Linked DNA regions of Mus musculus: region 2 is linked to region 1. A link is a contact called in public promoter capture Hi-C data. All regions are on one chromosome and are shown on one strand. The core of a region is the stretch at or near the end of the contact, and the rest is flanking DNA. Distances in the headings are between cores, read along the strand shown.

Region 1 (6,900 bases), core at 3,140-5,639:
TACCCAGAAGAGCAGTGGCTGCAGCGGTGGGGGTGGGAAGCCAGGCAGAGCTTCTGTATCAAAGCAAGGCTGTAGATTCTGTGCAATACATTTCTTTGTAGGTAGAAAATACCATAGTCGACTTTCAGCTCAACCTCTGAGAGCAGTTTCTGTTGTTAAACTGTCTCCTCTGCTCTCCTCACTCCACGAGGGTGAACTCACTGGGCAGTAGTGACAATTAGGGGAGAATGTATGGGAAAGTACTCCAGTTCACAGCTCAGCTCTCAAGGATGGATGCTCGTCTTCCACAATGCCTGCCTACAATGTTTGCAGTTTCAGTTTGACTTAATTACATTTTACCCCAAGTAATCCCCAGATTCCCAAACCTGAACCCGGTCTGTTCGGGTATATTTAATGATAATGATTTGACTCATTTAAAAATTATACACGCATGCATTCCTTTATTGGAGGACGTGCTATAGTACGTGTGTGGAAGTCAGAGCGGCACTTACAGGTTTTGGGTCACTCCTTCCACAGTGTGTTACTCGGGGATTGAACTCGGGTCACCCAGTTTGGCAGCAAGCATCTTTACCCTCAGAGCCATTTCTCTAGCTTGTACTTTTCTCGTTCTTAAATGGAGAGTAGTTCAGTAAAAATGCTAATTTAAACTAGCATGGCAGCACATGCTTATAAACCCAGCATTATAAGCGAGAGAATCCCAGGTCAAGCTTGAGCTACACAGCCTGTCTCTAAAACTTGCTAACTAATGATGAGATGTAAGGAAGTTCTGTAAGCTACCCAGCTGTGCTCCCACAGAAGAGGCAGTAAGTGATCACGTAAGATCTATTGGGAAGATATCTAAAAGAACACTCCTTTCTGAGTAATGCCAACTTCGTTCCTAATCAAGAATATGTCGTTTAGCCCTAGCCATGGAGAGTGGGTAAAGAGACCATGAACTACAATGAACCCGCCTCAACTCCAGTGATAAGTGACACACAACAGAAATGCACAGTGGCAAATGCAGGAAGGGTGTGGGGAGACTGGATTACTTATGTGCTGTTGGCGGGATGTAAGCCAAAATTACATCAGCTTTTAGCAAAAGAGCCTGGCAAATTCTAGGGAGAAAAATGAATCATATATTTATCATACAGCCCAGCAACTGAACCCTGGGCATTTACCCTAGAGAAATGGAAAAGCCTGTGCTCTAGTCATAGTAACTTTGTTCATGACCGCCCCAAACTGGAAACGGTACACATGACCCTCAGGGACACACACATATACTGGCACATTCGTCAGCAGCAAAGAGCCAGGAGGCTGATTCAGCAGCAGGTGGATCTGCAGGGAATTGTGTGCAGGCAAAGCAGCAGCTTGGGAAGTTTGCTTACTGTAGACCATGTTTATATAACATTTTGAAATGACAATGTCTTATGAATGGAAAATTGAGGAGTGGCTGCTGGAGGTTGAGAACAGTGTTGACAATCAAAACACAAAGCTGTGGAACTCAGTCCCAGTGAATTCATCTATAACACAGCTCCCATACCCCAGGCCTGGGAATCAGGCAGAAGAGGGGGCAGAAGGATCGATAGTAAGAGCCAGGGGATGGGGAGTTTATGTGCAACTGTGTCTCCTACTAACATCAGGAACTGACCCCACCCACCCCAATGTGAGCTGAACAAAGACAGCAATGGGCTTGCCAAAGTGGACAGGGAGAGGACCAGGAGGCCCAGCTAGAAATGCTGAGAGCCAGAGAAACAGTCTTCCCCAGGGAAGAAAAAACCAACTGGTTATCCAATACCAAATATTCAGTCCTGAAATCACATATACAAGTAACATTGTATTTGTTGTATGTAGGGATATATACGTATGTATGTGTGTGTGTGCATGTATACATATATTTATATAACAACAATTAATGAAAAAAAAGAGGCCATGAATTTGAAAGAGCAAGGAGGGGAGTGTGGGAAGGTTCAGAGGAGGAGAGGGAGGGGGAATGATAAAGTTATAATCTCAGCAATTATATTATAATCTCAAAAATAAAAGATATATATTTTTAAAAAGGAACGAGGTTGAGAGGCTGGGGTGGTTCACGGGGCTTTGAGAGCACAGCATCGAGAGCTTGTGGTGAGGAAAATATATCGACCATGGTGGTGGGTATACAACACTCCCCATTGAATGGAACAATCTTAAACAGAAGCCTCTACAGTACTCCTTAGAGTTGCACACGAGAGTCTTACATTTTCTTAATCAGGCAAAGTAAAACTGCAGCCCCAAATGCCAGCGTCTCAGAAGAGCTTCAACACGCCGGGAAATATTTTATTTAGGATGCATTTGGGCCAAGCGCCTCTGCCACAGCACAGGTTTGGCAGGGCCCAGGGAGCTGAAGAAAATGAGGAAGATGGAATGGGGAAATTACTTAGATGATGTACAGCAGCTGCTGCCATTCCACTGCTGGGCCCCGTGACGCAAATGCAACGCCTAGCTGAGCAGGTGGCGAGGAGGGAGTGAGATTTCTCGGCTGATGCAGCCCAGAGGCCCACATCGAAGGGAGTGAAAGGTGTCTGGGTGTTTATGGAGGAGAGAGTGGAGATGGAGAATGAAAAAAAAGAATGCCCCTCGGTGTGCTGACACAGACAAGCATTCCAGAGTCCCAGAGTCCCGCCCTGAGGATGGATGCTTTTTGCACCTTATTCGGAGCATAGCCATGGGCGCCTAGCTTTAAACTATGCAACTATTTAAACTCCAGCCTGGGGGCCTTGCAGTTATTGCTGATATGGAGTTGGATTAGAACTAGCTGATTTATCACCTCCCTTCCCATAATCCTGTCTTGCAGGCACTCAATCTCACTTGCAATGTGTGGGGTGACCCGCCCCCTGAGGTGTCCTGGCTGAAAAACGAGAAGCCACTGACCTCTGACGACCACTGCAGCCTCAAGTTTGAGGCCGGGAAAACCGCCTTCTTCACCATCTCAGGCGTGAGCACGGCAGACTCCGGCAAGTACGGGCTGGTGGTGAAGAACAAATATGGCTCGGAGACCAGCGACTTCACCGTTAGTGTGTTCATCCCAGAGGAGGAGTTGAGGAAGGGAGCAATGGAGCCTCCCAAGGGCAACCAGAAGTCCAAGTGAGCAGAGACTGGGGGAGTTTTGAGGAGAGCCAGGACCAGCTGGCCACCCATCATGCTGCTGTCGTGAAAAGGATTGGGCTACAGACGATGAAATCCTCCTGGTGGCTCCATTTTGTGCTGGCTTAGGAGGAAGTCATCAGATCTCTTATTCCTATAGATGAGGAGGCACCATTGAAGAACACATTAAGGGTTTTAATCTACAATTTATGTAGTAAGAAAACATTAGGAAATGATTTCAAGGAAGAAGGGCAGAGGATGTTGGAGAAGTGCTGAGCGAGAGCAGAAGTGAGGCCAGCATGGAAGCCGGTGACGCTTTACCTGTAAGCTCTTAGGAATTGTGTCCATACCTCATGTTCTATCAAAATAGAGGCATGTGCCTGTAGGCTTGAGTATGGTGGGTCCCTGTTAGTAGAGGTGGTGCATTTCTGATAGCAGCCTTGTGAACTGGCCTCCCCCAGTGTGAATAAAGTCTCCTGCCTTTCCTCTTTCCCCTTGTGTCTCTCTGATCCTCACCATGTTGGGGCCTTTCCACCTCCTCCTAATCATTTCTGTAGCTCATCTTTTGGTTTACACCCTTAGGGCAAAAGCAGTTCCTTCTGGACATGGTCAGATAAGCCATCTGTGGTCAGCCACGGCTCAGAATTCCAAGTCACACTCACATTGCACATCTGATCACGTACACTATACTCCATCACTAAGATGGAGTAGTCTTTGATTGAAGTGTGTCAACTAATTATGACAGAACATCCAAACCTAATGAAAAGAGATTAATTTTTTGAAGTTCTGGAGGCACCAAAATCCAAGATCAAAATTCTGGCATCTGGAAAGGATAGGGAGCCAGAATCTTAAGGACTTTTTGGCTGCCCTGTGATGCCAGGAAGACAAGCAAGAGTGAACTCTCAGAAGTGAGGAGGTTGCATACAAACTCAGCCTTTTGTCAGGAACCCTCTCTAGAGGCAACTAAACCAGTCTACTGTGCACACTGACAACATTCACCCCTGCTTTCCTGGTTAAATACCTGTTGAAGATCCCGTTCCTCCACACCAGCAGACATGAGTCCTGGTTGTGAACACTGGGGCACATTCAAACTATGACACCAAGAACCAAGCAGTCTTCCCTATGCTGCAGAAATGGCTCCTAAGTATATAGAGCTTTTAAAAGATCAGGGCTGAAGTTGGCTCTAATCTGACTGTTGGTCCTTCCCTATCCAGCTGAGTGTCAGCTGCTGCAGCGATGAACCCAGGCAGGAGCGGGGCACTGAGCTCTCGTAACAGGAAGCTTGGTTCATGAGAAGGGCTTGTTCCTTGGATGGCAGCTTCCTCTCTGGTGACGGCAGCCCTCACTTCCACAGGACTCATGAGGCTCTCACCAAAGCCAAGCCTGGGATTGCCTGATCTTGGCTGCTCCACTTCTAAACTAAGTAAACTTCATTTCTTTGCAAAACTAGCAGGCTTCAAGTCCTTCAGTATGGAAAAATATACACTCTAGTGTAGTTAATAAATGCATTTCCTGGAAACCAAGTGAACCCCAGCTGAAGGTCGCTTTCCAGACATAGTTCAAATTCTCCCTGCTTCAGCAAAAGGCTGCTTGGGCTCAAGTAGACCCAGAAGGAACGGGCCACTGGATGCATACCTGCCAGGAAGCCTGAGAAGAGTCCAGCAGAGGCAGTCTCTCATGCTGAGATAGAGGCTCCTGAGCCCTCTGCAGAACTCACAATGCAGCAACCGAAGCAGCAAGCAGGGTCCCAGTGTTGGGTGACTAGAAGTGGGAGTTGATCCCATTGCCTTTTACTGAGAGAGACCTACCCAGGCTGCTGGAGAAGACATGCTAAATCACACACACACACACACACACACACACACACACACACACACACCATGTTCTGACTTCTGAAATTGTACAAGAACATGAAACCAACATGTACTCCCACTGGGAACCCCACGATGTGGTAGGAGGACCTGATGGGATAACATCAAGGAAAGGGAGAGAAATGTTTATATCAGGGAAATAGATGCTAAGATTCCTCAACAAACTGACTCTAAGAACTATCCCAGCCAGTATAGCGACCAAACTGGACCACATCATTATCCAGTAGCTTTTGAAGCTATTTCTACATAGAAGGCCACAACTGAAACCACAGTCATGTTGATAAAACTATTCTGAAGTTTCCTTTTAACCCATAATTTAGGAATCTGTGGCCTGCTGCAGGCAGGCTGTGGATATAGTCATCCTGGAACGTAGTAAATGTCTGTTTTTATAAAATTAATATATACAGGCCAGTGACAACTTCTGAATATTTCCAAGTCCTTGAAAGTACATCCTTACTTTTTTTTTTCTATTTAAACGTTTAGTCATTGAAAAAATTAGTTTTAAGACTACTCTTTATAGTGTTAAAAAGTCTCTTTAATTTGTTAAAGTATATTTATCAACTGATCTTTTTTCCATTTTAATCATTGTCATTATCTGGCTTAAACAATATTCCCAAGAAATTAACCTTAACAGCCAAAAACAACAACAACAACAAACAAAACAAAACAAAACAAAACCCAAAACCCAGAAAATTTGAGTTCTTTTAAATATTTTCATGTTATATATAAACCTAGATATAAGATGATAGTCAAACATTCTAAGTTCGAATCAGAAACCTAAGCTGTTACTAGGTTAAACTATCTGAAAAATTCCAAGTATATAAAAATAAAGAGAGTGGAAAGGTGGCTCAGTCAGTAAAGAACTTCCCACGCAGGCATGGGGGAAGACCAGAGTTGGATCCCTAGCACCTCATACAAAGCAGAGCATGGTGTGCCCTTAGGATCCCAGTGCTGAAGAGGCAGAGGGAGGCCCAAGCATCCCAGGGCCCTCTGGCCAGCCAGTCTAGACAAAGCAAAGTAGATGGCTCCCCACGTATGTCATCTGAGGTTGACCACATTCTCACACACTCATATAATGTATATACACACACACCCATACACAAACACTCACACAAACACACACACATCCTTACATATGCACACACATGCACATACACTCACAATACTCATATACACATTCAAACACACCCTTACATACACAAACATACTCACATATGAACACACTCATACACACCCCTATGCACACTCACACACATACACTCGCATAATACTCATATATACACACATAAAATATGCAGACTCTATAAAGCCATAATACTAATTATATATATAGAGAGAGGTCCTCACAGCAGGGACTGGAAATTAATACTAACCCCAGAACAAGACTCACTTGTTCAAAGTGGGCTGTGCAAAGGCAGCTTAGACAAAACAAAATTGGTCACAGTAAAAAGTATCGCCAACTGGCATGGGGATGCTCGCTGTATAAGCCATCTGCCTGGAGGTGGTTCTAGGAAGAAAAAAAAATTAACTCTTCAAGTCAGTAATGGTTGCATGTGGGGTCCACATTTACAGCATATCATGGTATGAGTCCCACAAGAACACCCATAAAAATGGAAATGATGTCTGGAGTCCAGAGAAGCAAGTGTAATCCTTCGCTACGGGAGACTTCTGAGTCTGGCCACAAAGGATCACTGTTAGGAGGATTGTTCTCCCACAGACGGCTAGAAAACTTGGCTAAATATAAAGCAGAAAATGTCTGGGGCCTGGGGTAGCCCACACACATAGGACTGTGACTCCTAAGGGGGCTGGGAATGGGTGATAGCAACAGCTGTGACTTCTCTGGCTGCTTGCTTGGATGAAGAGCTTAGGCTACCGCTCAGCTTCACTGAACTGAAGAGGGAGAGGCGCCTAGGAAGTTTATGAGTGAGAA
Region 2 (6,900 bases), core at 2,729-5,228, 140 kb after region 1:
TAGTGGGAATACCTGGTTTCCTTGTGTCTAGCATTTGCTCAAGAACAGGGGGCAAGGGGGGGGGTGCAGAGAGAGTGTTAGCATTTTGTCTAAGCTCCGCCCCATAGTTACCTGGCAATAGCCAGGTGTGCCTGACTCACTATAAAAGAGGCTGCTCATTCCTTCTGCTCTCTCTTGCTCTTGCTTTCTTGCTCTCACCCTGTCCTCTTGCCCCTTCTCCCATCCCATTCCCTTCCACCCTCTCTTTCCACATGCTCATGGCCTTCCTCTGCTTCTCTACTTCTCTACTTTCAACTCCCCTCCCCACGCCCTGAATAAACTGTCTTCTATTCTATAGTTTACTGTTGTGTAGCTGGTCCCTCAGTGGAGAAGGGATGCCTCAGCATGGGCCCTCGGAGGCGCCCCCCTTCCCCCACACCTGACTACACCTCCACCACACATATTCCTCCTCTCCCTTTATCTTTTTATAAAACACAACACAGAGAGAGAGACAGAGAGACAGAGAATCAGAGGGGGGGGACTAACTGGGGAGATGACCCCCTGAATAAGGTGCCTGCAGTGCACGCATGATCACCTGAGTTCAGACCCAGACCCCAGCACCCATCCATGCCAAGCACCTAGGTGCAGGTGCTTTGAGAGGGAGGCAGACACAGCTGCATCCCCTGGAGTGTGTTGAAAAATGGAAAAATAGATTTCCAGGATCAGTGAGAGACTGTCTCAGAAATAAGGAAGAAATACTAGAGAAGCCCATGGTGTTGAGAGCACAGGGTGCCCTTGCAAAGACCCAGACTCAGATTCCAGTACCTATGTCAGGTGGCTCACAACCTCCTGCAACTCCAACCTCAAACCCATGACCCTTGTAGCGTCTGAGCACATCAGCACTCGTGTGCACTCGTTCACATACATACGATCCTTAAAAAGAAAATTAAACAGTTGAGGTGGCAATGGCTGAGGAAGTCGCCGAGCTTGACCTCTGACCTCCACATGCACATATATACACCACATACAAAATCACACACACACAAAACCATGTTCCACATTTCTGTGTTAGGCCACAGTTGTAGCTATTCTTAGCTAACCACATACGGGTCATGGATTGGACTGCCTGAGCAAAGGATATACCTTCCGGCCATGTACAAAAGCCAGAGAATCTACATATGAACCCACTACCTAGATACAGTGTATATACCTATACTCTCAGCACTTGGAAGTTTGAGGCAAGAGGATTGCAGTGAGTTCAAGGCTAACCTGGGCTCTAGAGTAGCTAGCGAGGGGTACACATCAAGAGCCTGTCTAGCAAAAAACAAAACAAAAAACAATAAAGGAACAACAGGGTAGCTCAGTGGGTATGCTATCCAAGTGCCTGCTATCCAAGTGTGACAACCTGAGTTCCAGCCTAGAGGACCAGCTAGCCTGGAGCATGCAACATGGCAGAAACAAGAGACCCTGCCTTGACAAGGGGAGAAGAGAGAACCCACTCCTGGAAGCTGTCCCCTGACCTCCACATGCTGTGTGTGCTCACTACTCTCCCTATTTTAATAATTAAAAATGTGAAAGAATGTAGAGGAGTGGCTCTGATGCTTCAATTTAATCAGGAATCGGCGAGTGCTGCTGCTGAGGTCCTTGTCCCCAGTTGGTTCTTGATCAATCAACAAAGATGCCATCAGCCAATGGCTGGGCAGAAAGAAAGAGATAGGACTTTCAGGTTCCCACAGGCTAGGAGAGAGGGGGAGGAGGAGAATCAAGATACTGGGCGGGGGGGGGGGGTGGAACAGTCTTGGAGCTACAGGGGAGATCTTCCACAACGTTGGTGGAAAGGGAAAGCAGCCCATAGGCTTCACAGGAGGTATCTGGGCAACTAAACGAAGGGCAAATTTAGAGACATGAAACTAGGAGTGAAGGTAAGGGCACGCTAGCCTCAGGAGGCTTAGAAGAGCCCAGCCATTGAGCCAGTAAGAGAGGTTAGAAATGAGCTAATGTGTGTGTTTGTTCTATCTGTGGATCCAAGAGAGCTCCTGGGACTCACTGGGTACTCAAAGTGGTGTAGTCAAAACTACCCACTACCAAAACAAAAACAAAAACAAAAAACATCAAACTGACACTACAGAATGCTAAGGAACAAACATGAGATGTCCCCAAGTATGGGCCCTAGGAGGACAGCCTGCAGAGAGAGGAGCAGTCACTTGGCTACTCAAAACACGGGTTCCAATGCACTAGGGCCAGTTACTGACCCTCCCTGTAGGAGGGTGAAGAGGTTCCAGCAAGACACGAGGCTTAGCCATGCAGTAGCAACTGGTGAGCATGTGAAAGGCCCCTCAGATCTCACAGGCAACCGCATGATCTGAACTGTTCCCTTGACAGCACGGAAGGGGAAATGCACCCAGTGGAAGGAAGGGCCCTGCCCTGACCATACTGCTCACAGAGGACACCGCGGGGACCTTCTTTAAGAACAGAGAGCCTGTGGCCACTCCAGTCAAGAGCAGTCAGATGTGAAGACAGTGAAACCCATGGAATAGAAGAGAAGTCAAAACTGGTACAAAGGTCTAGTTTCTGCTTGGTACAAACCAGTGAAAACAGGAACACCAGTACATCTGTATCACATGTGTTACTATCTGTGGTGACATCAAAATTGAAGATTTTTGTGCCACAGCACTCAACCCCATGGTGGCAGGGAGAGAGGGTCAGAAGAGAGGGGGTGGGACCAGCCTCACTTGAAATTTGTAGAAGATAAATTCACAGTTAATCCCAATACTTATATGAATAAGCTATGAAGGGAGACACATCAATGGCTGGCATTGGCTGTGGATGCAGCTCTGGGGTACAGTGCTCACTGAGTACACTCATGGCAGCTAGTGAAAAGCTTTAAGACAACAGAGCCTGTATGTAGGCTCACTCGCGTACCTCAGCGTGTATTAGTGCAGTGGTATCAGTGTTGGTAGTTTATCTGTTCCACCTCATTCTGGGCACCTCTTGCCCTTTGTGTCCCTACCTGCCCTGCTACTTGTGACTCCATTTCCTTCCATTTCTAGGACCGATCTGGAAGTAGCTTTTTATTTTAACAACCAATTCCCAGGGCTCACCTCACCTCTGCTGAGTAAATCTCCTGGGTGATCCATGTCTTCAAAGTTACACAGGGCACACACATGTGACCACATGGAAGACTCTGGACTAGGACACCTCTGTTCAAATACAGAATTTTTTGTTTTGTTTTGTTTTATGTTTTGTTTTGGTTTGGTTTTTGGTTTTTTCGAGACAGGGTCTCTGTATAGCCCTGGCTGTCCTGGAACTTACTCTGTAGACCAGGCTGGCCTTGATCTCAGAAATCCGCCTGCCTCTGCCTCCCAAGTGTTAGGATTAAAGATATGTACACCACCACTGCCCGGCCCTCAGATTGTTTTGTTTTGTTTTAACATTATTACTGTTTAAAGTGTATGTGTATATGTCCTGGAAACTGAATTCCATCCTCTCTCTAAGAGCTGTGCATGCTCTTAATTGCTGAGCCATCTCTCCAGACACCAAATTCAAAATGTTGATGAATAAAAGCTGCTATTGACAGCAACTAGGGTATAAGAAAAACCAGATGCCCCAGGGAAGAACCGACTGCCTGACATGCATATTCCTTTGGATTTTCTTGTGAGTCCACAGAATTATGATAGTCCATCACTGTACCTTGGACCCAAGCTGCCCCCAAATTCAGTGGATTCCAAGCTTGTGGCCAAAGCCATCAGGGTGCAGCCGACAGGCCCCAGCCCCAGCCAGACTGCATGGCTCAGTAACTCCCTTCGCTAGTCTGTGCTTTTCCACTGTTACAGCTTACCATAGGAAACCTGATCAAAGTAGGAGCCTTCCGTCTGTGGTATAACAGAACTCCAAGAGGAGGGATTCCCAAGATAAGGCCAGGAGCCACAGCAGCTCCTCACCACAGGATGTTGAAAGGCTGTTTGTGGTTGTATCAAGGCAGGGCTGTCCCTTCTTGGAAGCATGACAGGAGACTTCCCGACCACAGCAACTTCTCTCTTTCTCAACCCCAGCACCTCTCCTCTCACAAGATAGAGGGGAAATGGTGGTTCCTGAGAGACTCCGTGTCAGCTTATCCTCATACATAAGAGGGGTTGATCTTGCAAAAGTAGTTTCTATTGATATTTGTGCTACAGATTAAGGTCCCTGGCAAGAAGGCAGGTTCCACCCTTTGTTCTTATCTGGGAGGGTTAATGTTGGGCACCAAGCATGCTCAAGGGCATGAGGGTGAATAGCCACAGCTTGAGGAAGATGGAGTGAATAACAAGAAAAAGAAGGTGCAAAGATGTGTTAAATTCACTTAAAGGGCCAACAGTGGCCCCCACACACATGGGAAAATAAAAGCCAGGACCAACAGTGCCCCCCACGTGGGGACCCAGGATTACACCCCCACCCAGAAGGTTGTAGAGGGAATCTTTTGTGCAATGTATGAAAGCTTCACCACTCAATAAAAATGCCTATGGCCAATGAGCTGGGGCAGGATTAGAAGGTGGGACACCCAGCATAGAGAGAGGGGATTCTGGAAAATAGTCAGGCTCAGGAGATTCACCCTGAACTCTGAGATGCATGAAACTGAGGAGACAGTAACTAGCCATGTGGCACTCTTAGAATAAACTGGATTATTGAGATATGAGCTAGTTAGGGAACAGAGCCAAAGCTGTTGGTCTCAGCATTTATTCATATCAATGCTCAGAGTCGTAATTTCATGAACAAAGAGGCCAGGTGGAAAAACATGAGGTTACAGACAGTCCTAACTATGGAAGGTCTTGGTGCACTAAGAACACGGGGCTTGAAAAACTCCCAGTGTATTTATTCATAAGAAACACACTTGTAGTCAAGAAAGGGTGCCAAGAAAGGAAAGGGTAAGGAGGTGACATCACTCTGCAGCTCTCTGCAGTTCTCCCTAGAAGGGATTGACCTATCATAGGCCTCCACTCTCCTCCCGGTAATAGCAGGGGAGTGGAGTGGGGCACATTGAAGAATGGAAAGGGGAGACAGCTCAGGGGAGCAGATTCTACCCCCATTGGGTTGAGAGTGAATTAAAACAGGCGGGGGAGGGGTGTTCACTGATTACCAACTGCTGTCCCCCAACTAACTCACAAAGCACCATTGTGACTGTTATTTCCAATGCAGAGACGGAGAAAGGAGGTAGGTAGGTGTTCAGGGTGTAAACAACCTGCCCATGTCACAGAGTTTCAGTACAGATGAACTGGGACTTCAAGGCTGGGGAAAGCCACCATCTCCAGTTGTTTCTCATAGTATATCAAATCCCTTATCCTAGCCACATCGTGTGGCACAACCAGATTCTGACCCTCTTTTCCCATGGCAGCCTCTCACCTTCTGTCTCACTGAAACACTTAGGTTTGCAACAGAACAAATCCATTCCTGTCCCAGAGCCTTCCGGACCATCTTCCTGCTAAATTAATTCTTGCTTCCCGTTATCTATCTATTCTGTTTTATCTTTCCTCGGGGTACTGATTGCTAACTAAAGTCAAACTTTCACCACCATGGCTGTTCTTCTTTTCCTCTAGAGTGTCAGATCCATGATGGCTGAGACAGGACAGAGCTTAGGAGAGATCTGCTAAATAATCTACTGAACCAGGTGTGGCGATACCTGTGACCTAGGAACTCAGGAGGTTGAGGTAGAACAATTACCATGAGTTCAAGGCCAGACTGGGATCTAGGTAAGAGAATAAGTGAATGAAACATGAATGAATGAATGAATGAATGAATGAATGAATGAATGAAAATGTAAAGAGTCAGGAGAGCTGCAGGCAAGAGCAATGAAATACTATAGTGATTACCTGCAATCCCAGGACTGGGGGGGGGGGGGGGAGGCAGGGAAATCTCAAGATCTAGTCATTCTAAGAATGAATGGTAATTAGTAGTAGTAGTAGTAGTAGTAGTAGTAGTAATAGTAGTAGTAGTAGTAGTAGTAGTTGTTCATTTTTCAGAAATTGTATACCCATCAGAGTCTCAGGAGATTCATATATATATATATACATACATACATATATATATATACACATATACATGTATGAGTTTATATATAAATATGTGTGTCCATATATGTGTGTGTGTATATATGAATGAGAGCCTTTTTTGCATATGAATCCTTTTTAAGCCCAGGCAAGAGCACATGCCTTGATAGGATACAAGAAAGACCCTCCTGAGGCCAGCTGCATAACTGAGTCCACCTATGGACCTCACAAGAGCAGACAATAGGAACCTGAGTTATATCTTGACCTGTCATCAAGCTGTACCTTAGGCCCAGTCCCCTCCTCCGGGCTGGTTCTAATTATGGGAGGAGGGACTCGCCGTGTCTCCCAATATGACAGTGTGTTACCCTTCAAAGGCTGGTTTGCTGTGACCAACAGAATGAATGAGGCAGAAGTGATTCCAAGCTACCTTGCCCCCGCCTGTCTGGACCACAGCTTTGCTTTCCATCTGTGGGCCGGTTGCCAGCTGTACCTAAGAGTGGCAGGATGTGAGGAAGCCCACGAGGACACATGTGGAGCAGGGCGACATGGAGGCTCACCACAACTCCAGGACCGTGGCCTACATGAACCTGATCCTTCCTCCAAACACAAAACACAGCTAAGAGGGTGACTCAGGCTGAGTACACAAGACAGCAGCAGAGCCTAGTTACCCTGCACAAGCCCTTGACCCAGGAATGACGGAAAATAACTACCATGGAGATTGGGGTAGGAGATTGCGCGGCAAAATATAACTCCTGTTCACACCAAAGTCTTCCCCCAAATGCCCCCTCTTCCTGCCTTTGAGTTCCACCCACTCCTCATTTATCCATTCACATTTCTTCTAGAAGTTTCTCTCATTCTCTCACCCCACTGCTCACCCTGCCATTTCTCTCAACTATGCTCA

Evidence for each region. Capture Hi-C pulls out chosen DNA fragments and counts their contacts.
Region 2: a promoter capture Hi-C map of adipose tissue shows a contact between it and region 1. The contact joins two enhancer-like sites. A contact is called at or near these places in 1 of 484 Hi-C or Micro-C datasets (nephron progenitors), 2 of 115 datasets of contacts at active chromatin or transcription factors (embryonic stem cells and microglia) and 3 of 9 other capture datasets (adipose tissue, liver and pancreatic islet).

The regions. Positions count from the first base shown.
Region 1 is chr17:71,123,267-71,130,166 of GRCm38.p6, forward strand. Myom1 (myomesin 1) reads left to right here. Exons shown (of 37, transcript NM_001083934.1): 37 at 2,810-3,590. The coding sequence ends at 3,103. Among named protein-coding and RNA genes, the nearest start is that of Lpin2, 57 kb to the right of the region's middle. Within about 2 kb of position 4,390, at least 33 of the 459 cell types and tissues checked have an H3K27ac peak or open chromatin away from gene starts, as enhancers often do. A contact at or near this core is called in adipose tissue, where this site is marked.
Region 2 is chr17:71,260,968-71,267,867 of GRCm38.p6, forward strand. All of the region lies in intron 4 of Emilin2 (elastin microfibril interfacer 2), which reads right to left. Among named protein-coding and RNA genes, the nearest start is that of Emilin2, 47 kb to the right of the region's middle. Within about 2 kb of position 3,979, at least 91 of the 459 cell types and tissues checked have an H3K27ac peak or open chromatin away from gene starts, as enhancers often do. A contact at or near this core is called in adipose tissue, where this site is marked.